2 separate regions of the Mus musculus genome follow, and region 2 is linked to region 1. A link is a contact called in public Hi-C data. All regions are on one chromosome and are shown on one strand. The core of a region is the stretch at or near the end of the contact, and the rest is flanking DNA. Distances in the headings are between cores, read along the strand shown. Region 1 holds the start of Rfk (riboflavin kinase). Region 2 holds the start of Fxn (frataxin).

Region 1 (6,157 bases), core at 2,305-4,804:
AGTCATCTCAAATAATAAACAAAGGAGCGTGGGGCACTTGAATACAGCTCAGTGTTAGACTTGTTAGGTATGGGCAAGGTCTCAGGCTTACCCTGGTAGAGGTTCTAATCCTATGGACAGTCAGACAGTGTGCTCAAGGACCCAAGGACAGACAATGGCTCCTGCAATCCCAGCACTCAGGAGCTAGGCAAGACTAAGCTATGGAAAGCCTTTCTCAAAAACAGGTGAGATGGCTTAGTGGTAAAGGTGGTTGGCCACCAATCTAGAAGACCTGAGTTTGATCACCAATTAGATTATTAAAAACACTTGCTATAAGAGAAAATTACCTGGGCTGTATTAAAATTAATAGGACAACACTATTTTGTTAGGGCAAAATATTCTTCACAGATGGTTGATATTGACATATAACAATATTAAAAATAAACAGCCTGCCCTGAACTGCACGAGCATCCTGATCGTGGGTAACTGTGTTTATCCTCTCAGAAGAATTCAAGGCGGCCCAGAAATGGGCTTGATAATAGTATTTCTGTTATCTGAGTAGCTTAAAGAGGAAATGAAACAACCTCTCCTCCCTTTTCCTTCCTCGCCCCACAGAAAAACAGATGAGTGTTCTCACAGCAACACAACCTTAGGGACTTGAAGTCCTTAGGAGTTCATGGGCATTACTATTTCAGCAGTTCTCAACCTGTGGCTCTTGACCCCCTTGGCAAACCTCTACCTCCAAAAATATTTACATTATGATTCATAGCCATAGCCAAATTACAGTTATGAAGTAGCAATGAAAATACCCTATGGTTGGGTGTCACCACGACATGAGCAACTGTATTAAAGGGCCACAGCATTAAGAAGGTTTCGAGCCACTGGTCTCTTACATCAGCATTTTAACTCAGTTTTCTGTGACACACTTCTCTTATTAACTCCTCAATGTTAAAAGTTTTTAGCACAGGCCTGTCACTCAGGAGGCAGAGGTTGGCTCATGAGTTCAAGGTCAGCTAAGTATGTAAGCTGTGGGGAAAAGTAGGGCAGGAGAAAAAAAAAAAAGACTATACCCTCCAGGTGATTTTAGATGGAAGGGTTAGGAGGCTAAGTAGAATGTGGCCCTGAATATGAAGCCTAGTTCCATTCCCAGCAACGCTAAAAAAAAAAAAAAGGAAGAATGAAACAACAAGAAAGAAAGAGTGAGCAGGAGAGAAGAGGGATGAGGTTAAAGCATACTACAGTAAGCAGTGTCTTAAGGCAATCAATGATGCAAAGAAATGCTTTTTTTAAAAGGGCCTCACTTTTGAGTCTGTTAGGTGGTCCATAAAGCTTAAATAGACCCTTAAACAGACAAAACCAACAGGGCGTGATGGCACATTTCATCCCAGCACTGGAGAGGTAGAGGCAGAGGCAAAGGCATGTGGCTAGATCTCTGGGAGTTCCAAGCCAGGTAAAATTACACAGTGAGACCAATAAAAATGACTGAATAAAACAGGTAATTTTGAAAGATGAGGGAAAAGGCCCACTTATAGGACACACTGAAAACAAAGAGCGACACAATGGCAATCCTTCCTTCTAGCAACTACTCTCTTGTGAGACAGGATCTCACAACACAATCCAGGCTCTATTCCTCTCCCTCCTACATTGGATGACAGGCGTGTTCAACGGTGTGGCTTTAAACCAAAATGGAGGGCTGAAGTGATAGCTCAGCAGCTAACAGCACACTAGGACCCAAGAGCTTGCTTCCCAGCACTGAAGCTGGACAGCCTGGGCTAACGCCAGCTCTTAGTGGATCCAACCTTCCTGGCCGCCATGGGCACCTGAGCTCATGTGCACACCCACAATTAAAAATTAAATATTTAATTTAAATGGCTCACGGCTATCAATCAAAACACAGAGAGATTAGCAGAAAACTATTACAAAACCTAATCCAACTATATGCTCCTTATGAGGAGACTCTTTATTCACAGAAACAGAATAAAAACATGGAGAAAACTATCCCATTGAAATAAAAGTAAATAAATGCTGGGGGCGGGGCAGGGATGAAGTGGAAGGAAGGAATGTCAGTTAGCATACAGCCCAGGCTACTTTTCTTCCTGTTATTTGTTTGTCTGTTTGAATTACGATCTCTCTAGTAGTCCTGGCTGTCCTGGAACTATATATACCAGTCTGGCCTTGAATATCAGAGATCCACCTGCCTCTATAACTGTGAAACCCTTAAGCTGAGGGGTTCTGTGTGCATTTAAAAGAGCAAGATGTGACTCTTACCATGGACTTTTTCACATTCTTATAGTACGGGTTCCATCCAATGCTCACCACCATTTTATGGACATCGCCGCTCCCAACGCTGGCCCAACCATAATAAATGCCAGTAGACACATCAGCTGGAAGATTGTCCACCACTTGTTCAGGAAAATTGGCTAAATAGAAGTAAACAGATATTCATTGCTACAAGATTCACATTAAACATTGATTAAAAACATATTAAAACGTTAACTTGAATCATTACACTCCCAGGATCTTTCTGTTTTCCAACCTTCCACATTCCGACTTGAATTTCTTCTCTTCAGACAGCACAGGTTACAAGTGAGGCACAAAGCAAGTGTATAAATCTCTTCCCTCCACCCCAAAAAGCCACACGAAAATGCCCAAGTGGAAACAAAGACACGAAATAAACACAGAGGTTTATCGTAAATTACCCATGTAGTCCTCCACTTGGGAGGCTACGAGAGATCCCCTGAGAGATCCCCAGAGCTCAGGGAGTAGGAGGAAGCCTTTGGAAACAGAGCGAGACCCTATCTGTTTGAATTAAAACAAGCAAAAGTCCCTGCTTTTTCCTAGTAACGCCCCTAAGTAGGCTGAGTCACTTTAAAAGATTCTTATTTTCAAAAAACACAACCCCAAATCCCCAATTCAAAGATTGACTTAATAGGTCAAGGCACAGCCCAAGGCATCAATTTTAAGAATGGACAATCAAGTCTTGATTACTAAAACTTACGTAGTCAGACCAAATAAACGTCGGCTCTCATAGAACTACCCGTGTTGTCATTGATCACTACACAGTAGCATCATTAGAATGGAACTTTCAACAGCTTGAGAGTTCGGCCAATCCAACCTGCGGTGCCTTCCCGGACGGGGCTGCGCAGCTCGTCGCTAGCGGCAGGAGCGCGGCTGCCGGGTCCCCTGCCCACGGCCTAGAGCTCCACGGCCCCGCGACGCGCTCACCTGTGGGGATGCCCAGTTGCTTGGAGCCGCGGCCGAAGCCACGCACCACCTGGCCGCGGCAGAAGAACGGCAGGCTCCTCATGACGCTGACCTCGGAGGACGCGGGCTGCTCCTCGCTCCGTGCCTGCGACGGAGCCGCCGTGAGTGCGGCGCCGGGGCCCGGACCAGCCGGGGGATCCCGCGGGAGCTGGGCCGGCGGAGCGAGACACCTGCCGCGACCAGTGCCTGCCCGCAGGATAGCACCCAGCCGTCAGATCCCAGCGGCCGCTCGGCCGGAACTACGACAACCGCGGCGAATGCACAGGTCTGCGGCCCAGGCGACCGGCCTGCTCGGCTTCCGTTGCTCTCCCGCCGTAGCCCCGCCCCCGCCGTTGCGGACCCGCCCAGAAGCCGCGCCCCGCTCGCCGACATCGTAGTGCGGACCGTCCTCACCTCCTGCGGCTGAGGCCCCGCCCTCGCCTCTGTGGCCCCGCCCTCACCCATAGCCCAGCCTCTAATTGTCGCCTTTTCAGCTTCTGAGTTTGGGCTTTGCTGAAATAAGCGTTGCTCACAAGATAACTTAAGTTGTTCTTTTCCTCCACAATTTTGAATAAAATTCTGCCCAATCTTTGCAATCACTTTCTTTTCCCTTACTCGTATGTAACTCTGAGAATGTTCAGCTGATCTTAAAAAATGTTTTCTCTATGTTGGGAACATTCTTGATAACGTTTCATTTCCTTGACTCTAGTATACTAACACAAAACAGGTATTTGTAACTGACTGTGAACAATCAGTTGAGAGAACTCACTGCCTTCAGACCAGCATAAAACAAATATGTGTTGAAAGAACAAAGCACACTACCAAGGTGCTAGGGAATTAACGGGAAGGAAACTGTAACCCCGGGCCCCATAGGACACTCGCCCAGTAAACACTCTAACAGAAGTCTTTAGAAAAGTTTAAATGACTGTGGCTGCAAGCTCACGCTAGCCCTAGATAAACTAGAATTTGAATGCAGACCCTGCTTCCTTGAGCAGCCAATATATGAGAACTACTTAAATGGGAGGATCTGTGCGAGGGGATACTGGGAGAAGGGAGCGCTGCTATTGGGACGTAAGGTGAATAAATACTTTTTTTTAAACAGAAAAAGAAAACTACTTAACAGGTTGCCTGGCAATATTAAAAGTGTGAGCCAGGCATGGTGGTGCATACTTATAATGCCAGGAGTCAGATGCAGAGACCACGGGCTACAGAGACCTAAGAAACTAAGAATGTAATCACTTACCTGCTTAGGGGGGGGCGGTTTCTTTTTTCTTTGTTTGTTGAAGGTGGTGGTAATTGGATACCGGCTCTATTCCAGACTGGCCTGGAGCTCACAACTCTGTCTCAGCCCTTCTGTGTACTGAGATTATAGGCATGCACTAACACAACTGGGTAAGAATGTTTTTAGTGCTGTCTTCCAGGTGTCTTTCATTCCAAATAGTTGATATGTTAGAATGGTAGTTTTCAGTTTCTTCATCACCAGTGACAAAGCACACAGGGAGGTGAGAACCAGATACATCATGCTGGGTTTTATACCACCAAGTCCACGCTCTAAGGGAGTGAGAGAACTGAGATAAAATGAGGAATAAAGATAGATGGTTTTGTATTTCTTTTGGTTTGGTTTTTCAAGACAGGGGTTCCCCGTACAGCGCTGGCTGTCCTGGAACTCACCCTATTGACCAGACCGGTCTTGAACTCAGAGATCTGCTTGCTTCTGCCTTCTAAATTAAATCTGGATTAGAGGTGAAGGTGTGCCCCACACCTGACCTAAAATAGATGATTTTTGAGAAATAAAATAGGAAGGGTGTGGATTCAAGACTAGCATGACCTACAAAGTAGGTTCCAGATCAGCCAACTCTGTCTCAAAAGAAAAAAAGAAAAAGAAAAAAAAAAAAGAAAAGAAAAAGGGAAAGAAGGAAGGAAAATAGATGCTAAGTACGTGTCATACTCTCTCATTTAATTTTGAAGCTTGGTTTTAGCTGTGTAGCCCTGGCTGATCTGAACTTGCTGTTTAGGAGAAAATGGCCTTGAACTCACAGAGATTCGCTTGCCTCAATCTCCCAAGTGCTAAGATTAATGTCAGGCCCCACCATGCCCAGCAAATTCCTTTTTCATGAAGCTATTCGTATGCATTCCTATAGATGCATACTTTGTACATTCAGGTAGCTATGGACAAGAAAATTCTGTTTCTTTTCCACTGCATCTTGGTAGCCTCCGAGGGCTCTCTTTTACTTAAAAATGAAGTTGCCTTTCCGGGCTCTATCTCTGCTTCATCTAGTCATCAAGTCAGAATCTGTCAAAGCCACTTCAAAAATGGGGGCCAGGAGTGCTTGCAGATACTCAGATGTGTGTTTCATCCATGTGATTTATTGTTTTTCACACTCATTAATAGTGCTCCGATGTATTTGGTTCAGAAGATACGTTACTGGACCTTCTTAATTAATATTACTTTTGCAAATCTAGAGTTGAGAGAGAGAGAAAGAGCATGGAGTTGTCAAGTTTAGTGCTTTTAAACGTAAAAATCTCCAAAGTATTTCTATTGCTCTTTCTGAATTGCACTTGCAGTGCTTGGCCTCTGCCTGCAGGGAAGGAGACCCTGCCCAGCCATTGACTGGCTAGCAATTTTATTTACCAATCAGAACCAACTTGGGGCAAGGACCCTCAGCATCTTACATATGAATTCTCATGCAATTCTCGGGAACCCAAATAACATAACACAAGTGTTAGACTAAATCCACATCAGTGTGCAGCACCAAGCCTCTGAGGAAAAGGGTTTTATGTCTCTAGGATGGAAAATCATGGGGGTACAGTCAAATGACATGCAGAGCCTGCTGGTAAAGCCAGTTCATGCAGATTCCTTTGGGCCCTTGTTTGGCTGGCATCTTCAGGGATTAACTTCTTGCTGGAGTAAGGAGGAGGCTACCTTTGTCATTGT
Region 2 (6,157 bases), core at 1,890-4,389, 6.9 Mb before region 1:
CCATGGTCTCTGTTTCGTTTCCTGCTGAGTTCCTGTCCTGAACTCCCTTGTGTGTCCATGAGAAGCATGCTTCTCACCTGTTGAATGCTGTGCTGTACAGATACAGCAGCTGAGCCCACAAAGCCATGTGTATTTCTATCACAGCACAGAGCTTCCTTGAGGGACAGCTGCTACATCTATGCCAACTCCTTAATCAATACAAGCCACCCTCTAAGGCTGATATCTCAGAGCTGAGGATGGGGCTCAAAGATGGAGCACTTGCCATACATGCCGAATGTGGTGACAGACACATTTAAACCCAGCACTTGAGAGGCAGAGGCAGATGAATTTCTGTGAGTCTGACGCCAGCCTGGTCTACAGAGCAAGTTCCAGGTCAGTCAGGATTGTATAGTGAGACCTTGTCTCAAAAAGCAAACAACAACAACAACAAAATCCACAAATAAATAACATGTTGTTCCAACCACACCACCTGCCTCTATCTTTGTGACCCCTCAGATAAATCTCCAAGAATAATTTTGGTTTTGTAGAGATGAGAGCCCTCTCCCAAATGCTGACTCCTAGGACCCCAAGGCATGCTGCTGGAAGTCAGGCCCAGCAAATAAGCCCAACCTCCTCTCTTCTGGGCATCACACATTTCATAGTTAGCAATTATTATTTAAATTAGTGCTGTTTCTTACCTATTCTCAAAAACACTCATATCAGTTAACTGATTCACACACTTTATTAATCAGTAGGGGTTTTGGGGTTTTTTATTTTCTATTTTTTTATTTTTTTAGGTTTAGTTTAGTTTTTGGTTTTCTGAGACAGGGGTTCTCTGTGTAATTCTGACTGTTCTGGAACTCGATCTGTAGACCAGGCTGACCTCGAACTCACAGAGATCTGCCTACCTCTGCCTCCTGAGTGCTGGGATTAAAGGCATGCGCCGCCACCACCACCTGGCATGAGTCAATTCTATGTTAAGCTCACAGCAGTGTATCAGAGGCATGCCAGAGTTTGGATACTGAGTGCTACCAGTCTCCTGGGACACAAGGAGCTGTTCCCAGCTCCTCAGTAAACAGCGCTATGTCCTTGGCAGATGTTAGGGAGGAACACCTTGAACTTCTCTGATCTATAAGTAAATGAACAGGCTTACAGTCCCCCATCGTGGAAGTCATTGTTTTGGGAATATGTGCAACATCACTTCCGACCGGAATAGCTATCACTGGAACTTTCCATGCCTCTTCACCAGAACGTGCCCCTCCCTGGTACTGGCTTCTGTGGTTTGAATGCTTTTGTCAACTCCATGAATTCTTCTTGAGACCCTTAACACACACACACACACACACACACACACACACACACACACACACCAGTATTGGAAGATGTTGCCTTTGGATGGGTCTGGGTCATGAGGGCTCAACCCTTGCTATACACAGGGCTTGTTGGAGGCCTTTCTGTTGTGTGAGGAACAGCATTCTTCTCTTCCTCTCCAGAGGATCCATTTCTGTTCTTTATAATCTAACCAGCCTCAGGCAGTACATTACAGCAGCACAGAATGGACCATGATGCTGACCGGTAGCGTAGCCCTCACTGTTTTGCAGACTATTGGCTTCCATGGATGGGCACATGATCCCAGAGAGCCAGTTAGAGCTGTGATATTGAAACTAAGAAAAACTCCTTTTCTAAGACAGAGGGTGTAAGAGCCCTCGGACCAGAAATCAGGAAGCCAGGGTTCTAACTCCCCTTCAATCAGGGGGGAGTCACTTAATATGTCAGGGCTTCCAATTCCATATCTGAAAATTAGCTACAGGTCAGAGAGGGAGAAGGAGAGGAAGGAAGGAGAGAGAGAAAGAGAGAGGGGGAGGGTTGCATTAGCAGTCACTACAAACTTCCCCTTTCCTTTGTGGCTTTTTGTGGGAAATCAGAAGCAATAGTATCCCAAGTCAGGTGGTACATGGAGGATGTTCTTAAACGCTTTGCTGCTGACCGCTGCTGTCATTCAATCCTTCTTGAGACCCTGGAGGCAAAAGACTCCTCTGACACTGTCTCTTAACTCTTGAAGCTCAGAGTTCTCCAGTGTCATAATGGCAACCCGAGACAATGCACAGACTCCTTCTCACACTGACATAAAAGCCAGGAGAACTACCAGGAGTGTGAGGAACCTGTTGGGGCTGCTGGGGGGGAAAAAAAAAAAAACAGCTATGAGGAGAACCAATCACCAGTCCTGACTACTCCTCATCCAAGAAGCATTCGGGTACTTCAGCCGGGCACTTCCTTATTCCTACTGTTGTTTCAGAATCCCATACATGTATACAATGTGTTTTCGATCAAACTCACCTGCCACTCCCAACTCCTACCGAACCACCCCACCCCTCCTCCCAATTTTATGTTCCTTTTTAAATTTTTATTTATTTATGTGTTTATTTGTTTATTTACTTATTTATTTTGACTAGGTCTCACTATGTAGCTCCGGCTGTTCTGAAACTCACTATGTAGCTCAAGCTGGCCTCGAACTCCATATACCTGACTCTGCCTCTCGGGTGCTGGGATTAAAGGTGTACACTACCACCGCTCTGAATTTTTTTTTTTTTAAACCGACTCCACTTAGCCCTAACAGTGTATACAGTGTAGGACCATCCCCATGGAGCTAGGACAGCCAATCAGAGGCCATATCCCAGAAGAAAACTCACCCTCCCTCATCCTATAGCCATCAGCAACCAATAGTTCCTCGGCTGAGCCTGGGGCTACGGAAGCCCCTCCTCCATTCATGCTGCCTGGTACTTCTATTGCCTAAGAGATGCGGAATTTGAGATGATCGGGCAGTTGAAGCTAGCTGTTAGAACTAGTTTTGTTTTGTTTTTTAAGCAAAGCTATTTTGATCACCAGCGTATCTTCAGAATCACCCACTACCACTCTGTAAAATTGTTGTCAGCGAATAAACTTGCAGGGGTCAGTGTTTACACACTAGTGCTGCCCAAGGGATACGTTGCGAGTTTGGCGCAGAGCAGGTTCTGGGTTCTGGTTAAAGGTCTGCACAGGGCTGTAGTGCTGGACCTGCGCGCAGGAGCCCAGCCGCGGCGCTCGGGGGGGGGGGGGGGCGGGGGGGGGCGGGGGGGGGGCACGGCCACCAGGTGGCACCACCGAGTCCTCGCGCGGGGCGGAGCGGCCGCGGAGCTGGAGTAGCATGTGGGCGTTCGGAGGTCGCGCAGCCGTGGGCTTGCTGCCCCGGACGGCGTCCCGGGCCTCCGCCTGGGTCGGGAACCCGCGCTGGAGGGAACCGATCGTAACCTGCGGCCGCCGAGGCCTACATGTCACAGTCAACGCCGGCGCCACCCGCCACGCCGTGAGTACGCGCTTCGCCGGGCCGCACACCGGAGCGCAGGCCGCGCCCGCCCCTATGCCGGGGACGCGCAGCGCGCACGCGCCGAGTCGCTCTGGTTGCGCGCGCGTTTGGGTGCAGGGCGCGCGCGGTGTTTGCGCGGGCTTCGGACCTTGGCGGTGGGGATGGGAAAAGACGAGTTTCCGTAATTAACACAGGATGTATAGCGTGTGCAGCAGGGCGTGTTTATTATTGTGTGCACTCCGAAGTTGCCTTTTTCAGGGCGTGAGACTAATGGGGTTGTGGAGTTGCTCTGAGCAGGGCTTTTTGTTGCTTGTTTGCCTCACTCTGTATCCCTGGCTAGCCTAGGATTGGCTGAGTACCCCAAAGTGGCTTCAATCCTGTGATCCTCCTGCCTCCTCTCTGCTGGGATCACAGGTGTAGCAGCAGAGCCCTAGAGTCCAGCTTTTGGAAAATGAGGGGATCTTGGTTCCACGTTCTGACTGCGCGGCGCTGGAGAGCCCTGTGACCTTGGGGAGACCCTAACTGTCTGGGGGCAGGGCTTGGCTTTCTGTTCCGAGGAGATTAAAGGGTAACACCCATTTTGCGATTTTGGCGGGAGAATTAAACTGTATTCGCAAAGGCCTTAGCACTTCAGATAAGTCTCGGTTCTTAGTAGATGCAAAGAACAGAATCTGTTACTCCGTGGCTTGAAAAGACAGCAGTAGGGTGAAGGAAGGCTTTCCGGAGAGGGCCGTGATAGATGCCAAAGAACGGGTCTGGGGAGCATTCTAGGAAGGGGAGAGCTATGGACAAAGGTGGAGTAGGCTGTGGGATAATAATGTCTACAGGTTTAAACCCAGCTTAGGATTCTTGAGGTCCTGTCATTAAAATAAAAAACAATAATAAAAATAGGGCTAGCTTTGTAGCTCAGCAGTGACATGGTCACTTAGCGTTCAAGAGTTCTTGGGTTCTTTCTATAACACTGAAAAAGAAAGTTTAAAAACAAAACAAACAAAAGTGGACTGGTCAGAGAGAGAGACGGCTAGGGTTTGAAGGGCCGAACCTGTAACCCATGCTTCCTCAAACACTTTCTTGGATGTTTACTGCCCTGTTCTTCCCTTGCCTGGCGCCTGACAGCTGGGCTCCAGTTGCAGCTGTGCACTTTGGATTTCTGCATCTCTGAGAGCCTGAGCAACTTTGTCTTTGGCATCTCCGTTTCCTCGCCTGTACAATGCAAATACAGTCGGTCCATCTTTATGCTCAGAGTCTGTTCTCAGTGGCTCAATATCGTTTACGGTCCCCAGTTGTCTACCCTGATGCTCCTACAGTCACTTTGAAAGCGGCAGACTGGCCAAAAGCGCAAGGCTCATGGAAGGTGTCCCCTCCCGGCCGTTGTCCAACAAGGCTTGATTCCGCTGTCACGGAGTGAGCAGATATTCAGTCTCTTCAGCGAAATGCCTGTTTGCGTCGATGTACCTGTGGGAGACTTTGTCGTTTGAAAGTGGTCCCCAAGCCTAGAGCCACAGTAAACATAGTAAGATTGTGGAATGGCTTGCAAAGAAAATGTATGAAAGAAACACCTCACTCAGGTGGGCAGTGGTGGCACAGGCCTTTAATCCCAGTACTTGGGAGGCAGAGGCAGGCGGATTTCTGAGTTCGAGGCCAGCCTGGTCTACAGAGTGAGTTCCAGGACAGCCAGGGCTACACAGAGAAACCTTGTCTCGAGAAAAAAAAAAAAAAAAAAAAGAAAGAAAGAAAGAAAGAAAGAAAGAAAAAAAGAAACACCTCACTTCAGCATGAGTTATAAGTGTTCTTGCTTCAAGTTCAAAGCTGACAAACCAATAATATATAATAAATAAAGTGTCTTTAGACAGACATGCACAAACAGAATTATGCATACGCATTGGCCATTTGATAGTTATGACCCTGAGACTTATAGGGACCCAACCTGTGCCCCCTAGGAACAAGTAAGTGAGCACTGCAACTCTATAGGGCTACCCCCTCCAGCGGATGATGATGGAGTAGGGGATAGAGAGATGGCTCAGCATTTAAGAACACTTGCTATTCTTAGAGAGGATCTGGGTTTGATTCCTGGCACAAGGCAGCGCCCAACCTTCTATCACTCCAGTTCTTGGAGATCTGAGATCGGCTGCCCTCTTCTCCCTCCAAGGTCACCCACATACATGCTGTGTATATCCATATACTCAGGCACACACACACAAAATACAAGATAATTATTTTTTTTAAAAAAAAGATGATCACGATGAAGTTCTTCCCTCATAACTCCATGAGGGAGAAAAGGATTCTGTGAGTCCATTCAGCTAAAGACAGAGCAGTGCCAAGCAGAGAGAGACGACTCTCGAGCACATGGCAGCTGGTGCGGTGTAGCCATGGCCACTTGAGATACAGTCAGCATAGCTATCTTAGCCAATGGAGAGATGCTCGATCTGGTGCTACCTAACCATGACCACCTGAGTGAGATACAGCTACCACAGCTGTCTTAGTCAGTGTTCCATTGCTGTGAAGCGACACCATGATCAAACATTTAATAGGGGCTAGCTTTCAGTTCAGAAGTTTAATCCATTATCATTATGGTGGGAAAGCGTGGTATCAATGCAGGCAGACATAGCAGGAAATATGGTGGCACATAGGCAGACACAGTACTGGAGATCAGCTGAGAGGCTGCAGGCAGCAGAAAGAAAGTGAGACAGTGGGCCTGGCTTGAACCTCTGAGACCTCAAAGCCCACCCCCAGTGACACACTTCCTCCAGCAAAGAAAGCCACACCTACTCCAACAAGGGCACACCTCCTAATAGTGTCACTCCCTGATGACCAAGCCTGCAAACACTTGAAGGG

The links. A called contact is a pair of places that touch in the nucleus more often than the background predicts.
Region 2: a contact with region 1 is called in a Hi-C map of CD8 T cells, with 5 times the contacts expected there. A contact is called at or near these places in 2 of 484 Hi-C or Micro-C datasets (CD4 T cells and CD8 T cells).

What each region holds. Positions count from the first base shown.
Region 1 is chr19:17,391,440-17,397,596 of GRCm38.p6, reverse strand. It overlaps Rfk (riboflavin kinase), which reads right to left and starts at 3,554. Exons shown (of 4, transcript NM_019437.3): 1 at 3,205-3,554; 2 at 2,248-2,399. The coding sequence starts at 3,286.
Region 2 is chr19:24,277,572-24,283,728 of GRCm38.p6, reverse strand. It overlaps Fxn (frataxin), which reads left to right and starts at 3,139. Exons shown (of 5, transcript NM_008044.3): 1 at 3,139-3,322. The coding sequence starts at 3,164.